2 separate regions of the Mus musculus genome follow, and region 2 is linked to region 1. A link is a contact called in public Hi-C data. All regions are on one chromosome and are shown on one strand. The core of a region is the stretch at or near the end of the contact, and the rest is flanking DNA. Distances in the headings are between cores, read along the strand shown. Region 1 has its middle 7.1 kb from the start of Mir690. Region 2 has its middle 11 kb from the start of Plaat1.

Evidence for each region. Hi-C and Micro-C count contacts between places; a contact is called where the count stands out from the background.
Region 2: a contact with region 1 is called in a Hi-C map of cerebral cortex, with 1.9 times the contacts expected there. The contact joins two enhancer-like sites. A contact is called at or near these places in 7 of 39 promoter capture datasets (embryonic stem cells, hippocampal neurons, liver and 1 more), 1 of 484 Hi-C or Micro-C datasets (cerebral cortex), 2 of 115 datasets of contacts at active chromatin or transcription factors (embryonic forebrain and embryonic stem cells) and 1 of 9 other capture datasets (adipose tissue).

Annotation. Positions count from the first base shown.
Region 1 is chr16:28,590,621-28,595,268 of GRCm38.p6, forward strand. It overlaps a transcript of Fgf12 not described here. Among named protein-coding and RNA genes, the nearest start is that of Mir690, 7.1 kb to the right of the region's middle. Within about 2 kb of position 2,616, at least 24 of the 459 cell types and tissues checked have an H3K27ac peak or open chromatin away from gene starts, as enhancers often do. A contact at or near this core is called in cerebral cortex, where this site is marked.
Region 2 is chr16:29,196,569-29,201,216 of GRCm38.p6, forward strand. No RefSeq gene overlaps it. Among named protein-coding and RNA genes, the nearest start is that of Plaat1, 11 kb to the right of the region's middle. Within about 2 kb of position 2,108, at least 31 of the 459 cell types and tissues checked have an H3K27ac peak or open chromatin away from gene starts, as enhancers often do. A contact at or near this core is called in cerebral cortex, where this site is marked.

The DNA.
Region 1 (4,648 bases), core at 1,366-3,865:
GAGCAAGCTAGTAAACAGCACACCTCCACAGCTTCTGTATTGGCTCTTGCCTCCAGGCACCTACCCTTATTGAATTCCTGTCCTGTCTTTCTCCAGTGATGCACAGCAATGTGGAAGTGTAAGTTCAAAAAAAGCCTTTCCTCTCTAACTTGCTTTTTGGTCATAGTGTTTTGTCAAGGCTATAGATGTCTTAATAAGACAACCTACAACAATGGATTGACACTTGGAGTTAAAACCGAAGAAAACAAAACAAAACAGCATAATTAAGTGGAAAACAAAACATAATTTTTTAGCAAATAAAATAACAATGTGTTTAAGAAGAAATAAAACAGAAAAAGTAGAAATCACGCAGGAAAATGTAAGTGAAAAGGAACGCAGCCATAGAAAGGACATTAATAGCAGTCATAAAAAGACCAAAAGCTTAGACAAGTAACATGGGGCCATCCTTGAAAGGACTAGACAAGAAAACAAAGCCCAAAGTTAACAAAAGAAACTAATTACACAGGAAATAGAAACAGGATAAGAACTCAGCTCTTAATGTTGTGTTTTTTAAAAGAGCTTATCAGGCAAATCTTTAGACAGGTTAAAGAGAAACCTTGTTAAGTCTAAAATAAATAAAGCCATAATGAGACAGGGACGTTGCAACTTGGGTTATAAAAATAAGAAGGATAACAAGAGACTGCTAGAGAATTGAAAGGGGAGGGGAGAAGAGGGAGGTGAAGGGGAGAAAGAGTGAGGGAAAGAGAGGGAGAGGGAGGGAGGGAGGGAGAGAGAGAGAGAGGGAGAGAGAGAGAGAGAGAGATCCCTAGAAACATTCAACCAACCAAGCCAGTCACACCGATGATAAACCAAGCAGCTGGTGGATAGTTAAACAGTTTGACCTCCAAGGAGTCAGTGCTGCTTCCCCCAGCTCCTCATCCCTTCAAATTCACAACTCCCACATTCACCCTGTGCACAATGTCAGGATTTCATTCACACAATCCTGATTTCCTTTCTTGTCTGCAGCAGCTGTTAGTGTTTTAATGCAGCATCTGCATCAAATGAGGAAGGGCCGGGGACTTAACCGTTATCTTATCACTCCCTAAGGAGGAAAGCTGTCATGGTAACGTCTAGGGATACCACCTCCACTAGGAGTGGACCAGTGACAGTGTGAACACAGCTACACCCTGAGCGGCCACAAGTCACAGTCGGCAAGTGCATGTAGAGGCTGCTGAAACAGAATGAACCTATGCAGTTGCTCAGCACTCAACTCTACCATCACCAATTGCTACTAGGAAGCTCGCGCATGCGCGGCAGCAGTTAACACTTGAGGCAGGCTACTTGGAATACAATTCTTTTTTCCACAGATTCAGTCCCCCCCCCCCCCCACACACACACAGACTGGTAAATAAATTGATCTAATCTCAGAATGAAGGGAAGTGTGTGTGCAGCATGTGTTTGCTTGTGCGAGATCTCAGTATGATTACATTTTTCAAAGTTTTTGTTCTTTGAAACTATCAGAGATCGATTCTGAAAATAAGGTCCTGTGTTCCATTTGGACACGGGCTGCTGCTTCGGGGCTGAATGTTTCTAGCTCTTTGTGCTTCAGGGAGATTTTCCGTGAAGATTTAGGAAGATTTTCCCTGCAGGAGCCAGCAGCCAGGGGGACGTAGATGCTTTGTGCTAGGCCTCACAAAATGCTAATTGGAATAGAATCCTTGTCTTGCTTACGGAAATAAGCTTAAAATACTTGATCCTTGAGGTCTCCACACTTACAGCGATCCATATAAAACAGAAACCATTGTTCACAGTTCATTATCAAATAAAGTGCTGCTCCCAAGATAAGCTTGGGCAAGTTAAGGCCCGATGGGCCGTAAATGCAGCCTTGAGCTCGACACTCTATGCCATACTGGGGTGCTGTATATATTTTAAGTTTTTCTTTGATTGTGCAGAAACCTCAAGCAGAACTGAAACCAAGCCTCAAAGGAGGCTTCTGTACAGTGTGAATGTTTCCTAGGAATGTAAGCTCCTGGGACCACTGCTCTGGTCCTACCCCAGTCCATGCCACCCAATGTGGAACGCAGCCGCACCTCTGCTGACCTCTGAATGCTGAGTAGGGTCAGCCACACAAAGCCTTCTGAGCTGAGTTTTCCTCATAACAGATGCTCAGTGAATTGTGATTGTTTTTTTATCACCTGCTACACACACACACACACACACACACACACACGCCTGTCTCGAAAAACAAGCAAACAAACAAACATAACTGCTGTAATTCTTCAAATGGTATTACCAATCCTAGTCTCCAACATTTTCTAAGGTAAGAACGTTAACAACGCAAAGTCAGAACTCCAAAGCTGTATCCACAAACACCGGAAAAGCACAGCCTCATGGATACCTTGATTTCGAGGAGGCTGTTCCAAAATATTAGTTATGAGGCTGAAGGTTTGCATAACTTAGCTGTAGATGTCGATGCAAGTGTCAGCTGCAAATGTCCAGCCCCGCTGGATATGAAACATGGGTTATAGTCGCAGTGTGTTTTTTCTGTTAAGAAAATTCCTGTTTATAAATCTTTAAAAGTTTATAAAGCATTGAGCTACAAAACTCGGAACGCTGACAAGTACCAGAGCGACCACACGATGGCAGCAAAGCACAGCTAAACGAGGCAGAGGCGAGCCTATGGCTTCGCAGGAACACACCCACAAATTCCCCGTATTTTCCGGGAAGTTCGTGCTTATTAGTCAGCAAGATGACCATACTTCCGCAAAGCACTTCCACGTCCAGCAAACACTTCTTCCTCGCCTCTAGGTCACGCTTGTGAGTCCTGCAGTGTTAGAGCCTTCTGTGGGATAGGAACCCCAGGAAAGGGGAGGCCCAAGGAAAGGCAAAACTGCATGGGCGCGCGCGCACACACACACACACACACACGCACACACACACACACGTCACATCATCTATTACAGAAAGATTGAAAATAAATAAATAAATAAATAAATAAATAAAAGGAATATGCTCAGAAGAAACCTAATTCAACCTCAGAATGACATTTGCATTGCTGCATGCCTATAGCTAAAAGGTATGCAAACCTTCGGCCTCACAGGCAATGTTCTGAAGCAGCCTGCTCAAAATCGAGGTGTCCACGTGGCTGTGTTCTCCAGGTGTTTGTTGGGGACACAGCCTTGGAGAAAGGGGTGTTGACACTTTACTAATATGTACCAGTAGGCTCTTTGCCTCCGTCTTCACAGATAAGCCTTCCATGTGCCTCTTCAAGAGAGTTCTTAATTTGATTTAGCATCTACCCAAATCTGCAGGAATGGTCTTACCTGGGGAGGGACATCATCAAAGATCCTTTCCCAAGAATACCACATTTATGAGAGCCTAGAACTAGTATACGGACATTGGATATAATCTTTCAGGGCCTGCCATATGACGCTGGCAACATTCCCATGACCTTCCTCCCTCCTGCCTATGGGAAGTTTGCAGATATGTACAGTACCACCCTGCAGCCCATCCTCTTCTTTAGCTGTCTCATATAGTAAGTTCTGATTTGGACTCCAGTCTGATACCTTCCTGCTGTATCCATGTGTGGTTTTCCCTTAGGGTTGATCTCACATATAAAATTAGGCAGTTAGACAAGCCAGCTGTCATAAAATCAAAAGGGCACTGGAGCAAAAGGGAATGGCAAATGGAGCTGTTTCAGTGAAGTGAGGTCCCTATCGCCTGGTGATGACTGTTGGCTGTCACATTGTCTGAGCTCTCTTGTCGGTTGCATTAAACACTTGCCTTGTGTCAGACATTGCCCTAGATTGTAGGGATGCAATGATGGCCAAGAAAGATCCTCTCAGGGAACCCCATCTCAGTCAGATAGTCAGAGCCTTGATCTAGTGTTCAAGGTCTAAGGAAAGGGCAGGAAGGCATAAGGAGTCCCTCCACAGAACTGTGAGTCCTCAATGCAAGAATAAGTATTATTAGAGCCAGACAAGAGAAAATGGTAGATGCAGAAAAGTGACTGTGTTTAAAGATGCTCCCGTGGGAAACAGAGAAGAGATGGGTATCTCAGAATAAAGAATGCCACTAAAGGGCACTAAGCAAGGATCAAGGAAGGATCTTGTCCACAATCAATGGAAAAAGTCAGGTATTGAGAAACTGAGGTCAATTTACTACACGTCACACTTGTCATTCTTACCTTTTAAGATGCAGAAGTTAGTTACCCAAGGTCACGTGAAGAGAAAGGGGCGGAATGAAGATTTGAGCTCAGGTCTGCCTGACTCCAAGATATAAACACCACGGAGAAATGAATACGCTTAGAAGTGAGTTGGGGCTTTACTTTGGAAAGCGTGCTAACTTATATCTGTAATTTAGAACACTGTGAATAAACAATGATTGGAGAGGGACAAGATATAAGATGTAAGAAGAGGTTTTAAGAAAATGTTTAAGGGAAAAGCAAGGACTCTACCTGGGTTGTACCAGTGGCCATTTTGCAGAGGCCCTGGGTCTAGAGGCTACTGCATATATTTCTATACATAAATGACCTCAAAAGAAGAAAAAAAGGACAGTGACAATGTGATTTGCAGGCTCAAGCTTGGAAGGACAAACAGGCACAGAATGAGGAACACCAATGTCCCTTGTTTACAGTAGGGGACATCATAGCTGCTGCAGATTTACACGT
Region 2 (4,648 bases), core at 858-3,357, 610 kb after region 1:
CACTCTCTGATTCCAGGACGCTGGCATTGTGGAACAGTGGGACACAACCCTTAGATAAGAGGGAAGAGGGTCTCCTGGTTTCCTCTTCCTGCCCTTTTGTCGAGATTTTGGGCAGATTACTCTCTTGTCTGTTCTCTGACTCGTCAGGACTACAGAACACATCTTCACTCTGGTCAGCAGGACGACATAAATAGCTCATGGAACCCACGAAGGCGCATTTCTTCTAGAGCACAGACGAGCTACTGTGATTTTTAGATTGCCTTAGAGCCTGGAGGCCACTGCCACTAGCCACAATGTCAACCTGCAGAGGAAACACCTTATGGTTTGGTTTAGAAACGTTATATAAGAGCCTAGTCTCTGGGGCTGGGAGAAGGCTGACCTAAAGTGCTTGCCTGCCAAGTGTGGGGATCTGAGTTTGAATCCTCAGAAGCTAAGCTCCAAGCAGGGACAGCGGCTGCCTATCATGCTAGCCGTCAGGAAGCTGAGATGAAGGATCCCCGGAGCTAACTAGACTAGCTGAACTCCTGAACTGTGAATTCAGTGAGAGAGCTGGCCTCAGTATATAAGGCTTTTGTGATTGAGAAAGAAGCCCCAGGCTTCCACAAGCATCTGTTCACAACACAAGTACACGTGCACACATGCAAACACAGATACACACACACATGCATATCCCCCTCATATAGACACAAATCACACACACACATATAACAGATACACATATTCCCTTATACACACACACACACAAGATTGGTCTTTGCTCTCTCATCAAACCTGAATAAGGATCTGAAATAAATGGGCAATGTTGGCCTCTCACTTCTGCCCTTGTCTCGCCCCAGTGCCCGCTGCCAGCACAGCAGCCTGGCTCGGGAGACCTCTCGCATCCTTCCTTCTTTTGGCTGGTTAGAGAGAACATGACTCTGGCCATTTTTCTTCATTCTCCCCTTTGCCTTACCCTTCTACCAACCTTCCTTAATCATGGAAATGTATAAGCGATTTCCCCACATAATGACCTGAAAAGGTTTTCATTTCATAAAAGTTATTAAATTGGAAAGGTAAGTCATATAAATGGCTGTGTTTTCAAGATGTGAAGGGCAGGAAAAAGCAGAGCATTGACGGATGACGATGTCCTGAGATCTCCTGGGTTAGAGAACCTCTACTCCGCCATGGGAGAGCTGCAGTGGGATGCAGTAGTCCTGGCATTTTATTGACATTCTCATTTTATTAATCTTACTTTTCTCATCTTCATGTCTCCCTCTCCACAGACTAGGAAATCAAATGCCTACCCAGATCCCTTGATGGTAGGGGACAGTCCTTGCTCTAGTTCTTGTCAGTACAGTGTAAAAGGAAGCCTTCTGGGGAGCTCATTCTAGAGAAATACTTGTGCGGAAAGACCAGTGCCTACTGATTCTCCTCTCTGAAAGCAGCGTGTGAGCACAAGGCAGTGGGAGCTGCGGCAGCCTTTTTGCCTCAAGGAGGAGACAGTCCAGAAAACGGCTGAGAGACTGACAGAGGATTTTGTGTCACTCACTTACTTAACACCTGCTCATTATGTATCAGACATCATGTTCTTTCTACAAGGTACAAATCATGTCCCTGTGTGTGAGGAGCTCCCTTCCCATAGTGGAAAGAGTGACTGATAACCAATGTGGATCAGGCACGGTTCAGAGTTACAGTAAAACTGTTAACATAAGCCAGTGTGAGAGTAGTGTGATAGTTTGTATAGACTGGTTAGAGAAAGTCTAACTAAGGCCTGGCATCTGAGAGACTTGGAAGATCAGGCAGGTAGCTCTTTGGGGACAGGAAGGAGAAAGTGCTCCAGAAAAAGGGAACAGCAGACGCAAGTCGCAAGTCTGGAGGGGAGGCAAGCACTGACAATTCCAGAAGCAGATGGGCCAAGCTTGAGCAGCAGGAAAGTAAAGGAGATAACAGACCTTAGAGGCTTGAAAACTGATGGAGATTGGAGACTGGAATGCAGTCACTGGAGGGATGGGGGAGGGGAGCAATGTTGTTTTTGACATTTCACAGAAGCCTTCTGACTACTGGGTGTGAGTGCTTCACAGAGTGAGGGAATAGACAGAAACATTTGGAAAATAAGGCAAGGATTAACAGTGCCTGGCGAGAGGCAAGAGGGATGAGAGGCGGGAGAAAGAGAACTGGCTGCATTCCTGGAGGACGGCTGAGGATCTGCTCACACACCAGGCCTACAAGGCGGGGCTTCAGTTTCCTTAACAGCTGCAAACCGAGCCTCTCCTCCCTCCATGTGCCTTCTGATACAGCTTAATGTATTAATTCAGCCGGGGTGAAACTAGTGTTAGTGCCCATGTTCTACCCCGGCCCCCAAGTCTTTTGGCTCAAGCAGAACAACTGGAACTGTAGATTGCACTAAACATTTGGACAAAAGCTTTAGCTACAACATCCACTTGATTATTGAGCTTCATTAAAATATTAATCAGGGTTAACATGAATTTCAAATCCTGAGGATCTCCTTGGATAAAAGTCATGAAAGCCATTCACCTGAATCCAGATTAGAATACAGAACTCCCTGAGCTACTTTACCACCAGTCTTCCATGGGAAGCGGCCAAACCAGTGTCCCGACAAGACACTTCCCAGACAACAAGACCTTCCCAGACACTTGCTAAGTCTTCCCCCAACCCGCTCTGCTTTCCTTGTGCAGGCAGGCCTTCAGTGGACTGGGTCAGGGTGCATGCCCTGCCTCAGTGGCTCTCAGACAGCAAGGATGACAGAAAAGAGATTTGTTGATTGGACTTTATCATGAAGGATTAATTGCGTCGGAGCAAAGAGAAACCAGGCACACAGCAAAAAGGGCCACGTAATGCATTTGAGAGTCACCAGCGTGATCTAGTAGTGGTGGGAAAATACAATGAGTCTAGTTCAAGACTGTGCACACTGTGTGCACTCCACATTAAAGATGGCGATAAGCACAAATAAAGCCCTTTTTTGAAAGCTCTGCGCAGCCACAGCGGAGCTATGCACGATGCAACCGCTACACAATGACGGTTCCATAAACACTTAAATAATTTACAGAGCTATTAAGACTTTTAAACAGGTGCAAGTGCTGTGCTAGTATAATTGCGGTGTCAATGACACTAACTTTGTCAGTGTTTGTAGGGTTATAGGTCCCACGTCTGCTCTGCCACAGAACTTGGCCACTCGGGGAGGCGGGACTCAGGAAGTTTGATCCCGCTTACCCCACACTATTGCCAGGTGGGTGTCAGACTGTAGGGAAGCCATGGATCACTGCTCGGGGTGTAAGTCTGAGGGGGTAAGATAGCTGGAGCTAGTTCGGGGTTCCGGGCCATCTCGAGGCTGGGCCCTCTCTTTCTCTTTCTCAAGCTCCCAGACACTCACATGTAGCTGGGAGCCTCAGAAGAGCTGAGAACAGAGAAGAACTGAGAACAGAGTGGAGGCCTGAGGGCTGGATCTAGCTCTGGGGCCAAGGGGGGAAAGGGCGGTGCTCTGGCTGGTCCTGCAGGGATAGAATCAGCTTGAGCTTGTAGCTGGGAGTGCAAAGAGGCCTTCTATGGGAGATTAGATGGTGTCTCTATAAAGCGAAGGCCTCCATGACTCCCTATGGTGAATCCCAAGGAAAAGAGACAGTTCATGGTTTTAAGACATTTATTGTCATGGCGGAAAGTGGATGAGTAAAACCATACCCAACTCCTCAGGTGGCCCTGAGGTTAAATACCTTTTGCAGGGAGGGGTGTTTGGGGAAGGAGAGTTTATTGGCTAAGCCTCCAGGTCTTTAGGTACATCATTAAAATGGAGATCTGTCTTGAGCCTACATGACCTGTGGTCATGATCTCTACTTGTAGAGGGGCTTGGGGCATTGCCCTTACTTGACTGATGGCCACAAATCTTTAGAGGGCTGCAGCCAGTGTCAGGAGCATGGTGCCTGCAGGTGAACCGTCTACCATCCCTTCATAGTCACTGGAGTTTCTAGCCTTTGCTCAACCAGGAACCAGGCTGCCTTTCAAGGTCTTACAAGTGTTTGCACTATTGTGATAAACACCATGACAAGAAAAGCAGTGTGTGAAAGAAAGACCTATTTTAGCATACAGTTCCATGTCCCAGCCTGCAAGAAAGTCAAAGCAGGAACTCAAACAGGGCAGGAACCCTGCTGAGAGGAACCCTGAGAGGCTGAGACAGAGGTCATAGAAGAGTGCTGCTTACTAGTTAGCTCCTTGTGGTGTTTATAGCCTGCTGTCTTAATATCATCCAGGAACACCAGCCCAGAGGTGGCACCACCCTCATTATGCTGGGCTCTCCCCTATGGGTCCTTCTTCTTCCAGGGTTGATTGGTCACCGACACTAGAGGATGAAGAGAGCAGAGTCTACAACAGGGTTGGGAATGTCCCGAGAGTATGAATGGAAATGGCAACACATTCTGGAATCAGTTGTGAGGAGAGAGATCAATTTTACTCTGGGTGAATCGAGGATTATATAGTTTTGGGGATGGGGATAGTGTATCCATGGTGGGCAAAGGTCACTGGCTGAAGGCTAAGGCTCTGAGATGCCTGGTTAGCATGGGGAGTCACTCTAGGAATCTCAGGTACTTGCTGAATGGGTTCTTCTCAGGAGAAAGGAAGCTGAAACTGAAATCTAACCAAGGCTTCGTGACAGTCCACA